Regions from separate parts of the Zea mays genome. Here region 2 is linked to region 1. The links are chromatin contacts, called in public Hi-C maps. All regions are on one chromosome and are shown on one strand. The core of a region is the stretch at or near the end of the contact, and the rest is flanking DNA. Distances in the headings are between cores, read along the strand shown.

Evidence for each region. A called contact is a pair of places that touch in the nucleus more often than the background predicts.
Region 2: a contact with region 1 is called in a Hi-C map of tassel, with 2.5 times the contacts expected there. The contact joins the promoter of LOC103633203 here to the promoter of LOC103633201 in region 1. A contact is called at or near these places in 3 of 25 Hi-C or Micro-C datasets (bundle sheath, ear and tassel).

The regions. Positions count from the first base shown.
Region 1 is chr7:159,913,889-159,920,800 of Zm-B73-REFERENCE-NAM-5.0, reverse strand. It overlaps LOC103633201 (receptor-like protein 4), which reads left to right and starts at 2,772. Exons shown (of 10, transcript XM_035961095.1): 1 at 2,772-3,339; 2 at 3,568-3,849; 3 at 5,185-6,243; 4 at 6,570-6,717. The coding sequence starts at 3,747. It overlaps LOC103633202 (transmembrane E3 ubiquitin-protein ligase FLY2), which reads left to right. Exons shown (of 15, transcript XM_020540873.3): 11 at 104-271; 12 at 767-1,095; 13 at 1,332-1,448; 14 at 1,526-1,686; 15 at 1,775-2,208. The coding sequence ends at 1,627.
Region 2 is chr7:160,103,674-160,110,585 of Zm-B73-REFERENCE-NAM-5.0, reverse strand. It overlaps LOC103633203 (anthocyanidin 3-O-glucosyltransferase 2), which reads left to right and starts at 3,222. Exons shown (of 1, transcript XM_008654897.4): 1 at 3,222-6,447. The coding sequence starts at 4,641. The coding sequence ends at 6,122. It overlaps LOC103633204 (anthocyanidin 3-O-glucosyltransferase 2), which reads right to left and starts at 2,361. Exons shown (of 1, transcript XM_008654898.4): 1 at 1-2,361. The coding sequence starts at 1,487. The coding sequence ends at 45.

The sequences.
Region 1 (6,912 bases), core at 1,523-4,022:
AGCTTAAGTGAACTATATGGCCTGCTTAACTTCTATTGCCATTTCTGCATTGTGATTATGATTGACTTGAATAACACTTTCTTATGTGTTTAACTTTCTACAGAGTCACTCTTCAATGCCTTCGCAACGGCTGCATTCTTCAAATTTGTTGTATTTTCTATTTTTGAAATGAGGTACCTTCTCGCCATATGGAAAGCAAGTAGGCCTTTAAACAGTGGAGAAGGTTGGGAGATAATGAGGCGAGAGCTGTCTGTTCTTTACAGCCGCTTTTGTAAGTAGTTACTATGCTCATTTGGTTTCTTTTCACGAAGAATCACGCCAATAGATCAATGAATCCCAAACAACATGGTTTTCATACAGAGTGGTGGCATGCTTCTTGTCATATATTTGTTTCAATTAGAACTTACATATGCAATCAATCTGACATTTCCCCTGTTAGCTGGTGACCTTTATTGTCCCATTTACCTGCTGCATGTAAATCACTATTACCCATGTTTTTAGTTGGTAGGTGAAGTACTTGATGCTTGCTATAAATGGAAACATGGATATTCTGTTAGAGCCTTTGGAGTGTTCATTCCCTTTGTTAAATTGATACAAGATACCTTACCGCCTCCCATCCAAGGAAAAAAACACTTGAAACAACTAAGTAGTATGCCATTATTTCAGTTGATGCGAACTTGTTTGCATCTTCCACACACCGGTAAAATGTTTACCTATTTTCTCAACCAACTTCAAGGTATTCTTTAATTTGCTTTATGCTCTGCAGATGGCATTCTGTTGGGAGGAATCCTTCTAATGTATGAGCTGCACAATTTCTTACGCCCACTTCTCCTCCTGATGTACTCCTTTTGGGTACCTCAAATTGTCACAAATGTCATCAGGGATACAAGAAAACCTCTGCACCCACAATATATTTTAGGCATGACAGTTACACGGCTTGCTATTCCATTGTATATATTTGGTTGCCCTAGTAATTTCATGCGTATCGAGCCCGACAAGAAATGGTCCATAGCTGTTACAGTATTCATGGGTATCCAAGCAGCAGTGCTTCTGCTTCAGCACTATCTTGGTTCTCGCTGCTTTATTCCTCGCCAGGTAATAACTATATAATGCTGCCATTGCACCACATGCATTCTGTTATGCTGTATCATAGATGCATTTTAGTTGCCATTCAAGCAGCTAATGCTTTCCTTTGAAGGCTGTTTAGGTTGCCACTGTAGACATGTTTCACTGTCGAGCTGTTCCTTGTATTGATGTTCATAGTGTATTTTATTAGTATCGGTTTTTAGGAATAATATATTGTGTCTACTTTCTACTCTTTTTTTTTTCAGATACTGCCTGAGAAATACTGCTACCATAGGAAGGTAGAGGACAGCACAAATCAGCCCATCGATTGTGTTATTTGCATGACTACAATCGACCTTACCCAAAGAACAAGTGAATACATGGTAAATTGTGAAATACTTTTTGGCATTTCACTTTGCAGGCAGCTTTTGCTCGTTACTCACCGCCCTCCCTCCTGCAGGTGGCACCTTGCGAGCATATATTTCACTCAGGCTGTTTACAGCGTTGGATGGACATTAAGATGGAGTGCCCTACTTGCCGGCGCTCCCTACCACCAGCTTAGATGAGGCTTTGTATCATATATAATAGTGAACAAGAAGTAGGTAGCTCAGCTTATACAAGGTATGATGGCATCCTGTACCTCCCTCCCTCCCTCCCAGAAAGTCAAGTTTCTGTGGCCTCAATTAATTGTGTACGTTGATGTTTACAGGTGGGGGAACTGATGTACAATAAGGTGAGGCTGCAATCGTGTGAAAGCTATGAACAGAACTGTAGAAAAGTTTTATACTATTGATTTCAAGAGGTCTTGTGTTGTGCAAACTAGCGTATCAAGCATCCCACGAAGAAATCGTCCTTCCCCGCTCATGCGGTTATCACTGTTGCATGCCTTTGCCTGCTACCAGTATTTCGGCCCAGCGTTTTGGTCTGAGCTTTGTGCAAAGTTTGTTAACGCCGTGAAAGAGTTCGAGATGTGCATTCTTGATTTGGTGGACACATTAGTAGCGTGTTTGGTTTGAGGAATGAGATCTCTCTCACTCACTTTTTTGTTTGGTTTGTGGAATGAAATGAATTAATCTATCACCATTTCATTTCTCGTAGACTCATAATTAGTAATAATATGAGGAATGGGTTTATTCCACTAAATTCGTGAAATAGATTTATGATGCACCACCTTATTTAGAATGGATTGATTCTTCAATCCAAACACTCCCTATGATTTTTGCATCATGAGCAGCGCCTTTTTGTTCTATCGTAGGTTAGGAGTCACGCTGCTGATCCAGTTGTTCGATCTCGTGTTCGTCCTGGTGTTTTCAGGTTTGAGACGTCAGTTAAGTACTTGGTCATTTCTACTTACCCTAGCTTCATCCGGAGGTGGAGTTGGATGACAGGATGAGAAGCTGGGAGGAGCCGAGTGTTTCGTGTACGATCAGGCAAGCATGGTTTTCGCTTACTGGTCGTGTTTAGCTCCGGCTAGGAGGAGGCACGGGCGCTGTCGGCCTTCCTGCATCTCATTGTTTCCTCTCTCGCCCTCGCATTGCCGATAGCCGTTGTTGCGCTACAGATTCTGGTACCACCCATTTCGCCAGCCTGTTCTACGTCTCTACGCAAAGTCGTGAGGCGCACGACGCTGCACGACCCGGCGTCTGATTGGGCGCGCAATCCGCGCATTGTAGTCCCAACAACCGGCGGGGGGGGGGGGGGGGGGGGGGGGTGCGTTGATGGCGCGGCCGCACAGCCCCACGACTGCGAGCCCATCATCTCAGCTCCGCCTGCAGCTTCCGTTTCCTCTCGATCTCAACTATTACTACTGAGCTGACAACCTCATTGTTTTTGTCTATATAGATTTTAGCTGCGGCTTTTTAATCTAGCCCTGAGCCCGTCATCGCACTCGCACAGTCGCACGTGACCTGAGCCGGGCTGCGCCCGCGCTGCTGATCCGTCAGCTCCTTGCCCGCGTGTCCGCCTGCCCCCCTCTCCCTCCGGTTCGCACGTGACCCACCAAAAGTAGCTTTGGCAGTTTCGGCGTCCGGCTAGATTTCATACGAGAGAATAAGAAATACGGTCGAGATGCTCTAATAATCCCGTCAAATACCCTAAACTTGTCCTGAGTTCAGCTTAAATCCTGAGCCACATCCTGGCACTCACGTTATTATTTTTGTTTTAAAATCAGGGTAGGAGTGGGACATTCATTCTCACAGCCGTGCAGTCCTTTCTTTTTCAAATCTTCAGGGGTGGCTCGTCAGTCGTCATCACTCATCAAGATCCAAGAACAACGTGAGCTGCTCCACTGTACTAGTCTAGCCCTCCACCCCCTTTGAGGCCGCGACCAGAATAAATAAATAGAAACCATGCGACCACATCGACTCCTGCCTTCATTACTACCGTCATAAAAGCAGCCACCTTAGCACCGTCTAATCGCCATTGCTCTACTCCAATTATGCTCTCAAATCCAGACAGTTCTTCGATTTTTTTCAGCCTTTTCTCCTTCTTCTAACGGAACAGGAAGGAGCGAGCAAGACGCCGTTGAGAAAACACGGGGTGGTATTCTGCAGTAAAAAAAAAAAAAAACACTCGAGGCGAAAGTGTCCAAAGCCAGAGGAGAGAAAGAGAAGACTTGTACTTGGAGGGCAGCTGGGCAGGTGAAAGGAAGAGGAAAGAGGGCGAGTGCGACGGGAGGCGCAATGCGGTGGAGATCTCCCGCCGTGCTGCGGCTGCAGCTGTGGCTGCTCGCCGTCTCCGCGTCGTTGGCTGCCCTCGGTGTTCTCGCGGCTGATCTTAGCAAAGGTGAGCTCTCTTGCTTGCGTTGCGTCTAGCTGGAGATTCGGCCCCTCATGCTGGAAATCTTGCTAAATGCGGCACAGTGGCCGCCAGGTTCTCGCTCGCATTTGTGTTGCTGCTGGTACTGCGCCTTTAGCGGAAAATCTAGTACTTTCTAGTCAAGTTCTGTGCTTATTTTGCTTGCTTGCTTTCTTTTTCTTTTCTTCTTTATACATCGTAAATTCGTAATCCAGCAGCTCTAGGTCCTTCCAATTTCTCGCCCAACAGAAGGAAGGAAGAGAAGGCCTCCCGAATTCTTGATTTTCTCGTTACTTGGTGTCTGCATTCCTGGTCAAATTCGTTGTCATTTGGTCCCATCCTGGAAGCTTTTCCTACAGTATCCATGTTTGTTTAGCTATAGGTCCGTTTCTGTGGCGAGTACCAGATGCAGAACTGATGGATGTTTGGTTTCTATGGACTAATTTTTAGTCCCTAAATTATCAAATACGGAAACAAAAATAAAGTTTTAATTTTCGTATTTGTTAATTTAGTGACTACAATGTAACAATATAGAGACTAAAAATTACTCTCTCCGTCCCAATATATAAAGTGTAACCACCTTTGATTCAAAGACTAATACTCTCTCCGTCCCAATATATAAAGTGTAACCACCTTTGATTCAAAGACTAAGAAATGCATTTAATTCTTTCTATACTGCTGCATCGATGTACATATGTCTAGAGAGAGCATGCCTTATATTATGGGACAAAAATAAAAAGTAGTTACACCTTATAAACTGAGAGTAGTCCATAGAAACCAAACACTTCAGAGTCTTAACCATTTTGTGTTCATTCAGCTGATACTGGTCACCTCTTAGCTACTTCTAATTAGTACAGTACGGTTTCTACCCTTTCTTGGTGACATGCTCATACATTTGACAATTTTGTCATCTTTAGGGGGTGTTTGGTTTCTAGGGGCTAATTTTTAGTTCCTCCATTTTATTCCATTTTAGTCTCTAAATTGCTAAACACGGAAACTAAAATAAAGTTTTAGTTTCTATATTTGACAATTTAAGTACTAAAATGGAATAAAATCGAGGGATTAAAAATTAATCCCTAGAAACCAAACACCCCTTAAGATAAATTAAAGCTTGCTCAAGCTAGGACAAAAGAGGATGGGGGCATGTGGAAGTTTAGTATAGGTGAAAAAAAGGAAACACAGAAACCTTCCATTCAGTATGCTAGAAATTCATGATTCAATGGAACACTTGCTGTGTATATAACTCACATGCTGCATCTCTTTACAGCAGCTCTTTGGTTTAACTTCTCTGTCGTGTAGTCCTTAATGCATGTCTATTTTCAGAACCATTTACTATCCGTATAAGCTGTGGAAGCTTTGACGATGTCCGGACGGAGCCTACGAACACATTGTGGTACAGAGACTTTGGTTATACTGGAGGCAGGTTCGCTAATGCCACCCGGCCAAGCTTTATCGTTCCTCCTCTTAAAACGCTTCGATATTTCCCGCTATCTGATGGCCCTGAAAATTGCTACAACATCAACAATGTTCCCAATGGCCACTATCAAGTTAGACTTTTCTTTGCGTTACTGGACAACCCTAATCTTGACAGTGAGCCGATTTTCGATGTTTCTGTTGAGGGTACTCTGTTCAGCTCTTTGCTTCTGGGCTGGAGCAGCGACGATGAGAAGACATTTGCAGAAGCTTTGGTTTTTGTCCAGGACTCAAGCTTATCAGTTTGCTTCCATAGTACAGGGCATGGTGATCCATCGATTCTTTCTATTGAAGTTCTACAAATAGATGACGATGCCTATAACTTTGGTCCACCACGGGAAAAGGGGACAGTGCTTAGAGCAGTCAAAAGGCTGAAATGTGGCTCAGGAAAGCCTGCTTTTGATGAAGATCTAAATGGGATTCACTGGGGTGGGGACAGATTCTGGTTAGGATTGCAAACTTTATCATCCAGTTCTGATGATCAATCAATATCATCCGAGAATGTTATAGCAGAGACATTGCTTGCACCAAATTTTTACCCTCAAGGCATATACCAATCAGCTATCGTGGGCACTGATAGGCAACCGAGTTTGTCTTTCGAAATGGATGTTACCCCAAACAAGAACTATTCAGTATGGCTTCACTTTGCAGAGATTGATAATGGGGTAACTGCAGAAGAACAAAGAGTATTTGATGTACTCATCAATGGAGACACTGCTTTTAAAGATATTGATATAATTCGCATGACAGGAGAGCGTTTTACTGCACTTGTCCTGAATAAAACTGTTGCTGTCAGTGGAATAACACTAAAAATCATCTTGCAACCTGTGAAAGGAACCCGTGCCATTATTAATGCCATTGAGGTGTTTGAGATAATCCCAGCTGAAAAGAAGACTTTGCCTCAGGAAGGTTGTTATCCGAATTCTCTATACTCACCACTTTATTTTTTTTCTAGGTGTCCAAAACAGAGTAAAGTTTCAAGACTCTTTTGTTTAGAATCGTGCAAAGGATCATCTAGCAGTGCATTTATCATGGAGGAGATGAAAAGAAGATTTAATGATGCATGGGGATAATTGAGAAAACCTACTACTGAAGAAAAATGCTTTAGCTGAGTCTGAATGAGTAGCACATCTTATGGATTTTTTGTTTTTCATAGATCTGTAATTCACATGAGGGCTACAAGGATTTGGCTATCATTTTTATGCTTTAATTTTCTTGTTTTTAATTACCTACAGTGAGTGCATTGCGAACGTTGAAGGGTTCACTTGGTCTTCCTCTTCGATTTGGCTGGAATGGTGACCCCTGTGTTCCTCAGCAGCATCCATGGAGTGGAGTTGATTGCCAGTTTGACAGCACCAAAGGGAACTGGATCATTGATGGATTGTATGTTCTCTAGATCATGCTCATTCTGTGATTTATACCAAGAAGGATTGATATTTTTATGGTTAGAATGCCAGAAGTGATGTAAATGATTTTGTTCATTGGTCATTTGAAACTAAGATAATCCTGTGCACAAATTTGCAAGTATATGTTTAGATTAAAAGATAGCCACATTACTATTATGTAAATACTGTCTTC
Region 2 (6,912 bases), core at 1,973-4,472, 190 kb before region 1:
TCCATGAAACATCACCAAACAAAGGAACATGGAGCGGCCGCGTTTCACTTCTTCGGGATCACGGCGCCGTCGTGGAGCGCCTCTGCGAGTCTCTGCAGCGCCGCGTGCGACGACCCGCCCTCCTCCACGGCCTTCCGGCACACGGCCTTCATACGCGCGGCCTTCTCCCTCGCCCTCCTCCCCTGCTCGCCGTCGGCGTCCATCAGGGACCGCACAGCGCGCTCGAGCTCCGCGGCCACCACGAAGTTGCCCCGTTTCCTGTCCACCTTGAGCGGCACGGCCACGCCCATGTCGGCCACCAGCTGAAACGCGTTCAGGTGCTGCTCCGCGTACAGCGGCCACGGCGCCATGGGCACGCCGTGCCACAGGCTCTCCAGCACCGAGTTCCAGCCGCCGTGCGTCACGAAGCCGCCCACGGCGGGGTGCGCCAGGATCTCCTTCTGCGGCGCCCACGTCGGCCACACCAGGCCCTTGCCCCCCGTCCTCTCCAAGAACCCCTCCGGGAGCAGCTCGTCGAGGTTCGCGTCCGTCGGGTGCTCCGACCCGGACGCGTCCGAGGGTGGTCCCCGCAGGACCCACAGGAAGCGGTGGCCGCACCGCTCGAGCGCGGCAGTGATCTCCGCAACCTGCGGCGGGTCGAACCACCCCATGCTCCCGAAACAGAGGAACGCAACGGACCCCGGCGGCTGCGCGTCCAGCCACGCGACGCACTCGTGAGACGGCGAGCGGCCGCCGAGCGACAGCACGGGGCCGATCGGGTACACCGGCGGCGCGGGCCGGCCGGGCACGCACCGGCCCCGGGCGACGGCCGCCAGGGGCCCCGGCTCGAGCTCGTCCGCTGTGTTGGCGATGACCCCCGTGGCGTCCATGAAGCGGTCGCCGAGGCGCACGAAGCACGCGTAGTTGGGGCTCCTCTTGTCCGCCACGGGGCACGGCATGGAGTCCGGCGGCACCGGCGGCAGCCCCGGCAGCGGCACGTCCCCCTCCATCTCGTCGAAGTCCACGGCGGGGACGGACTCGTGGAGCACGGGCAGGTGCAGCATGAGCGCGAGCATGGCCCCCGTGGACGACATGAAGACGTAGGACGGCACCCCGAGGCCCCGCGCCACGTCCACCAGCGGCGCGGCGAAGAGGTCGAGCACGAGCGCGGCCACGGGGCACGCCATGGCGGCCACGGCGTCACGGACGTGCGGCGCGTGGAGGCCGATGTAGCGCGCGATGAACTCCTCGACCCCGACGGCGTCGGTGGGGGCCTCCACGGCGGGGAGGCGGTGGAAGCGGATGTCCAGCCCGCACGCGGCCTCGCGCCGCACGTGCGCCTCCACCTCGGAGGTGGCCTCGGCCGTCGGCGGGCGCATCACGAGCAGGGTGATGGAGAAGGCCTTGCCGCCGCTGCTGCTGAGGAGGACGCGCTTACAGGACTCGAGCATGGACATGAGGTGGCCGGACCCCCACTCCGGTAGGAGCACCAGCGCGGGCGTCGCCATTGGAACAGTCGGTGTTTGGCCGTAACCGTTACTTCAGTGCTTTTTTCCTTGGGTAACCAAAGCAAGCAGCCAAGTGAAACGAATACAGATGAATAGCCGGTTGTATCAAAAATTTAAAAATATATCGACGGTGAAGGTGACTGGCACTGATTAGGCTGTGGAAGGTGATCACCCACCACCACCACCCACGGGGCCCGATCAGTCGCCCAGGATGACAGGATGGGCGAGCACGGGACTTGGAACCGTACTTTTCTTCAGCAGATGCGACGCATGTTTCTCCGAAACAATCTGCTATGTCCGATGAAATCCTGAACCATAGGCAACACTTTTCTTCGTGGACTTGGCCACGCCTGTGGCCAAGTGATTCTACCGCGAGGCATCGCAATTCGCACGCAGGTGTCGCAGCGCCGTGTAAGCCACGCTGCACCACGCCTCAATCTTGGACCGTGGCTGTCCAAGCTTGTCCGTATCCGTATGTCTGTGTCTGTGACTCTCCGGCCGGCGTGGAAAATCTCTAGTATGACAGTGATGCGGGTCCCGCGACGCTTGATCAATGACCTGTGGTAGATGGAGAGGTGACAGTCATCTCAAGGGAGTGTTCTAGGCGGATAGCCAATCCTGGCTTGACTATGAAGCTTTCCAAACTAATCAGTACAGTTTGGCCTCCGTGACTTTTGTTGTGGACAACATATTTAAGTGCACATGGAACATTGGTGTACATGGTGCACATATTAAATCAGCACCACTCATTTTAATCTAACGTCTCTAGTTGTTTGGTACATTTTACTAAGGACATCCGTCAACGTGGTGATGTGTAGCGGTGGAAGGTGTTATTTGTAAATTGAATAATCAACTAGAGATGTTAGATCTAAAATGAGTGATAATAACTTAATATGTGTACCATGTGCATTAGTCTTTTATGTGCACTAGATATGTCCCCTTGTTGTTGGGGGTGGGGGGGGGGGGGGTGGGGATCGGGTGCAGACGGGCTCCAAAGTTGCGCTGCTGCAGCCCACGCTTTGCCTTTCGAGGCGAGCTGTGCGGCACACAGCAGGCAACGGCGACGGCCTGGGCAGCCGCCCATGTGGAGGCGTGCGTGGGCGTCGCATACGGCCCGCGAGGAGCAGCAGGCTGGCAGCACCAGACGGTTGGGTAGAGCGGATTCATAAGGGGCGTGCGGCCCACGTAGTGAATAGGCACAGCCCAAAGGTGGCACCGGCCCAGACGTGTGTGAAGAGGGGCCCACGCTGCTGACGCAGGCCCGTGGTAGCCTGAGGGCGCGGCCTGTAGCAGCGGGAGCCCAGCAGGCAGCAGCTCAGAGGAGGGGCTGGTGGCAAGAGTTGAATATGCTAGATTAGTGTATTAACATTGTTTCTCTCTCTTGATTAATTACATGTATATTTTAATTCTAGATTGATTCTTTGATTTTAATTGTTACTGTTGTTTTGATTCATTTAGATCATTTTCTAAGGCACCTATTTACTTATATAAAAAGTTCGAAATATTAATCCTGTATAGTTTTTTACTGTTGTTTTGGAAGATCCCGAAACTATATCCAAACTGCTTTATGTCTAGAGTCTGCATGTAGCGGTAAATTGTCCGGGTTGAAACAATTCAAAAGGATATGGTTCAACCGTTCGAGTAATTTTCTTTTAGAGAGGGGTTACACAAACGGTGAACTCCTTGAAAGGCTCCTGCATCATCTTAGTTAATGTCAATGATTTGAATATCATTAGCACTACAAATGACATTGAGGAAGCAATGTCTTACCTCAAGAAAGAATATGAGATAAAGGGACTTTGGTAAAATGAAGCTCAGCTTGAGACTGCAGCTTGAGCACCTGCTGGAGGAAGGAATGTTTGTGTGCACCAATCTACTCATACAAAGTGGAGGGACCCATTTAGACCTAGAGTCCCCCTACTTGAGAACCATTGAAGCACTAATATACCTGACGAACTACACAAGACCTGATATTGTGTTCGCAGCAAAGTTTGTGTCCGCAGCAAATTTGCTGGCAAATTCTATGGTAGTCTCTAGGTTCCACAAATACATTCGAGGAATTGGCATAAGACAACTTAATTAGAAAGCTACATGATGCAGGGAGAGAAAAACCCCTTAACTCCATGTATTCCATAATTATGGGCTTGAAGACCAATATGTTCTAAAGACCTAAAGCCTACAAATATGTGCTGAAGAATGATCAAAATTGTTCTACATTTTTTTTTTCTCGGTGAGCTTTTTCTATTGCGTTTTCTCACACAAGGTGGTTAGGGAGACACCATTTTTTTTATCAAAACAACAGGCACGACGTAGCACATGCGTGCAATATAACATTCTTTTTCTCCTGCCTTGTTGCCACATGGTTTTAGGATAAGTTTTTTTTTTGACAAAACAAGCACGTAACGCGATTTGTATTAGGGAGAGTATGTACGTGTTATGAAATATTCTAAAATGGGCAAATCATTGTGCGATAACGTGGGACGTGGGAGTCGGTGAATCTCCGTGCCAACTATGTGGGTATAATGGGAGCGAGCATGCCACATGGTTGGGATGGGAATTGGGATAAGTTTTTGACAAAAACATGCACGCCGCGTGATCTGTCTTAGGAAGTGTCATGAAATATTCTGATGGGCAAAACACTGTGCAACAACGTGGGAGGTGGGAGGCATTTGAATCTCTGTGCCAACCATGTGAGTACAAATGGGACCGAAGGGGTCAACGCAAAGCATTTAATAATTTAAGCAACGCTCTCCCGCTATGGAAGGAGGCCGGTGGTGAGCCCGGCCGCGTGGAGCATGAAGTGGTTGGTTGCTCCTCTCTTTGTACCAAAAAAGGTTATACATGTGCTCACTCCCTACTAGCTCTGTCCCCAATACCGTGTCTCTCTGTGCAGAGCTAGAGTGCAAGACCGATTTTCTCAACAAAAGAAATGGAACAACGAAAGAGACCGGACTGTGAACGCACTGGACTCTGCAGAGTTCAGACTGCCCCCCGATCCTTCTTGTGTTCTGTGCTCGTGCTCGCTCGCTACGGCCTATATATAGAGCCTGTTCAGTTCAGACTGAACCACAACGCACAGTTGCGTGCAGGTGCAGTTAGCCAGCGCCAGCTGCACAAGCTTTTGTCAGCACAGGAAGGAGAGGAGGGTGAGATATGGCGAGCCTCAACGTGCTGCTCCTCCCTGAGCCGGGCTCCGGCCACCTCATGTCGCTCATCGAAGCCGGGAAGCGCCTGCTGGGCCACGGCGCGGGCGGCGGGGACGGCCTGGGCCGGGAGTTCACGGTGACCGTCCTCGTCGTGCGGCCGCCGACGCCGGAGTCGGCCGCCGAGGTGGGCGCGCACGTCCGGCGCGTCGCGGAGTCCGGCATTGCTGGCGTCCGGTTCCACCACCTCCCGGCCGTGGAGCCCCCGGCGGACTGCGCCGGCAACCTGCAGGAGTTCAAGTCGCGGTACCTGGAGCTCCACAGGCCGCACGTGGAGGCCGCGGCGCGGGAGCTCGGCGCCGCGGCGCTCGTGGTCGACTTCTTCGCCACCGCCGTGCTGGACGTGGCGCGCGGGCTCGCCGTGCCGGCGTACGTCTACTTCACCTCCACGGCCGCGCTGCTCGCGCTCACGCTGAGGCTGCCGGCCCTTGCCGAGACTGTCGCCGCCGACTTCGAGACGTTCGAGGGCACGGTCGACGTGCCGGGCCTGCCGCCCGTGCCCGCGGCAAGCGTCCCGGGGTTCCTGGGACGCAAGGACAGCCCCAACTTCACGTGGTTCGTTTACCACGGCCGGCGTTTCATGGACGCCGACGGCATCGTCGTCAACACGGTGGCCGAGCTCGAACCGGGGCTGCTCGCCGCCATCGCCGGAGGCCGGTGCGTGCCGGGACGGCCGGCGCCGCCGCTGTACCCGATCGGTCCGGTTCTCAACCTCGGTGCGGGGGGAGGTGCGTCCGGCGACGAGGCGTGCGTCCGGTGGCTCGACGCGCAGCCGCGTGCGTCGGTGGTGTTCCTCTGCTTCGGGAGCCTGGGCTGGTTCGACGCGGCGAAGGCGCGCGAGGCCGCGGCGGGGCTGGAGCGGAGCGGGCACCGGTTCCTGTGGGCGCTGCGCGGGCCTCCCGCGGCCGGATCGCGGCACCCGTCGGACGCCGACCTGGACGAGCTCCTCCCCGCGGGGTTCCTGGAGCGGACCAGGGGCAGGGGCCTCGTGTGGCCGCGGTGGGCGCCGCAGAAGGCGGTGCTCGCCCACCCGGCCGTGGGCGGCTTCGTGACCCACTGCGGGTGGAACTCGACGATGGAGAGCCTGTGGCACGGCGTGCCGCTGGCGCCGTGGCCGCTGTACGCGGAGCAGCACCTGAACGCGTTCGAGCTCGTGGCCGTCGTGGGCGTGGCCGTGGCCATGGAGGTGGACAGGAGGCGCGACAACTTCGTCGAGGCCGCGGAGCTGGAGCGGGCGGTGAGGGCCCTCATGGGCGGCGGCGAGGAGGGGCGCAAGGCGCGGGAGAAGGCCCACGAGATGAAGGCCGCGTGCCGCAAGGCCGTTGAGGAGCGCGGGTCGTCGTACGCGGCGCTGGAGAGGCTGCGTCATGCGATTCGCAAGGGTGCAAATACAGCTACTGCTCATTTCAAGGCGCCGCAGCCGCTCATTTGAGAATTGAATGAGTCCAAGATTCCAGACGTTCGCGACGGTGTCCGGCTGTCCGCTTCGTCATGGAAGGAGTGGACTTCCGTGTTTGAGCTTCCCGGAGTCGACAGTCAGTCAGTCACACACACAGAGAGAGAGAGAGAAAACGAGAGAGAGCAGTTTGCAGCTAGTGCTTATCGGTATCGCCGTGGGACTTCAGGTTTTATGTCTTGTGTAATGATCGATCTCCATGTCTACTCGCTCGGAGGTATCATATGTTTATGATACCGTACACGTTGTACTGTGCTTCCATCGCCAGTTCGCCACCTTCCATCTACTTTTCTCTTCTCTACTCCGTGTCTAGGGATGAAAACGGGACGAGTACCCGGAACGTGTATCGGATACGGGTACCAAAACGGGACGTAATTTCGGATACGGATACGGGTATTTTGTTTATCGGGACGGATACGGATATTACCCGGATATTGAATCTCGGATACGGGTAGGATACGGAATCACTAATACCCGGTCAGTACCCGAAAATCCCGGGTCGGATACGGGTACCCGGAATTCGGGTACCCGTTTTTTCTTTTTCTGCATAATATAGTTATAAAATCATAACTTTTACATATGAAATCGGATGAAGATAAAGTTTATATGAAAATTGTAGAGCTTGAAGAGATCTATGACTTTGTAATACATCAATTTTTTGTTTAAACAATATTTTAATGATTTAATTGTATTTTGATGATTTTCTATGACAAGAAATCAATAATACATAAATAGCCTCAAAAAATCGTGAAATTTTATGGAGATA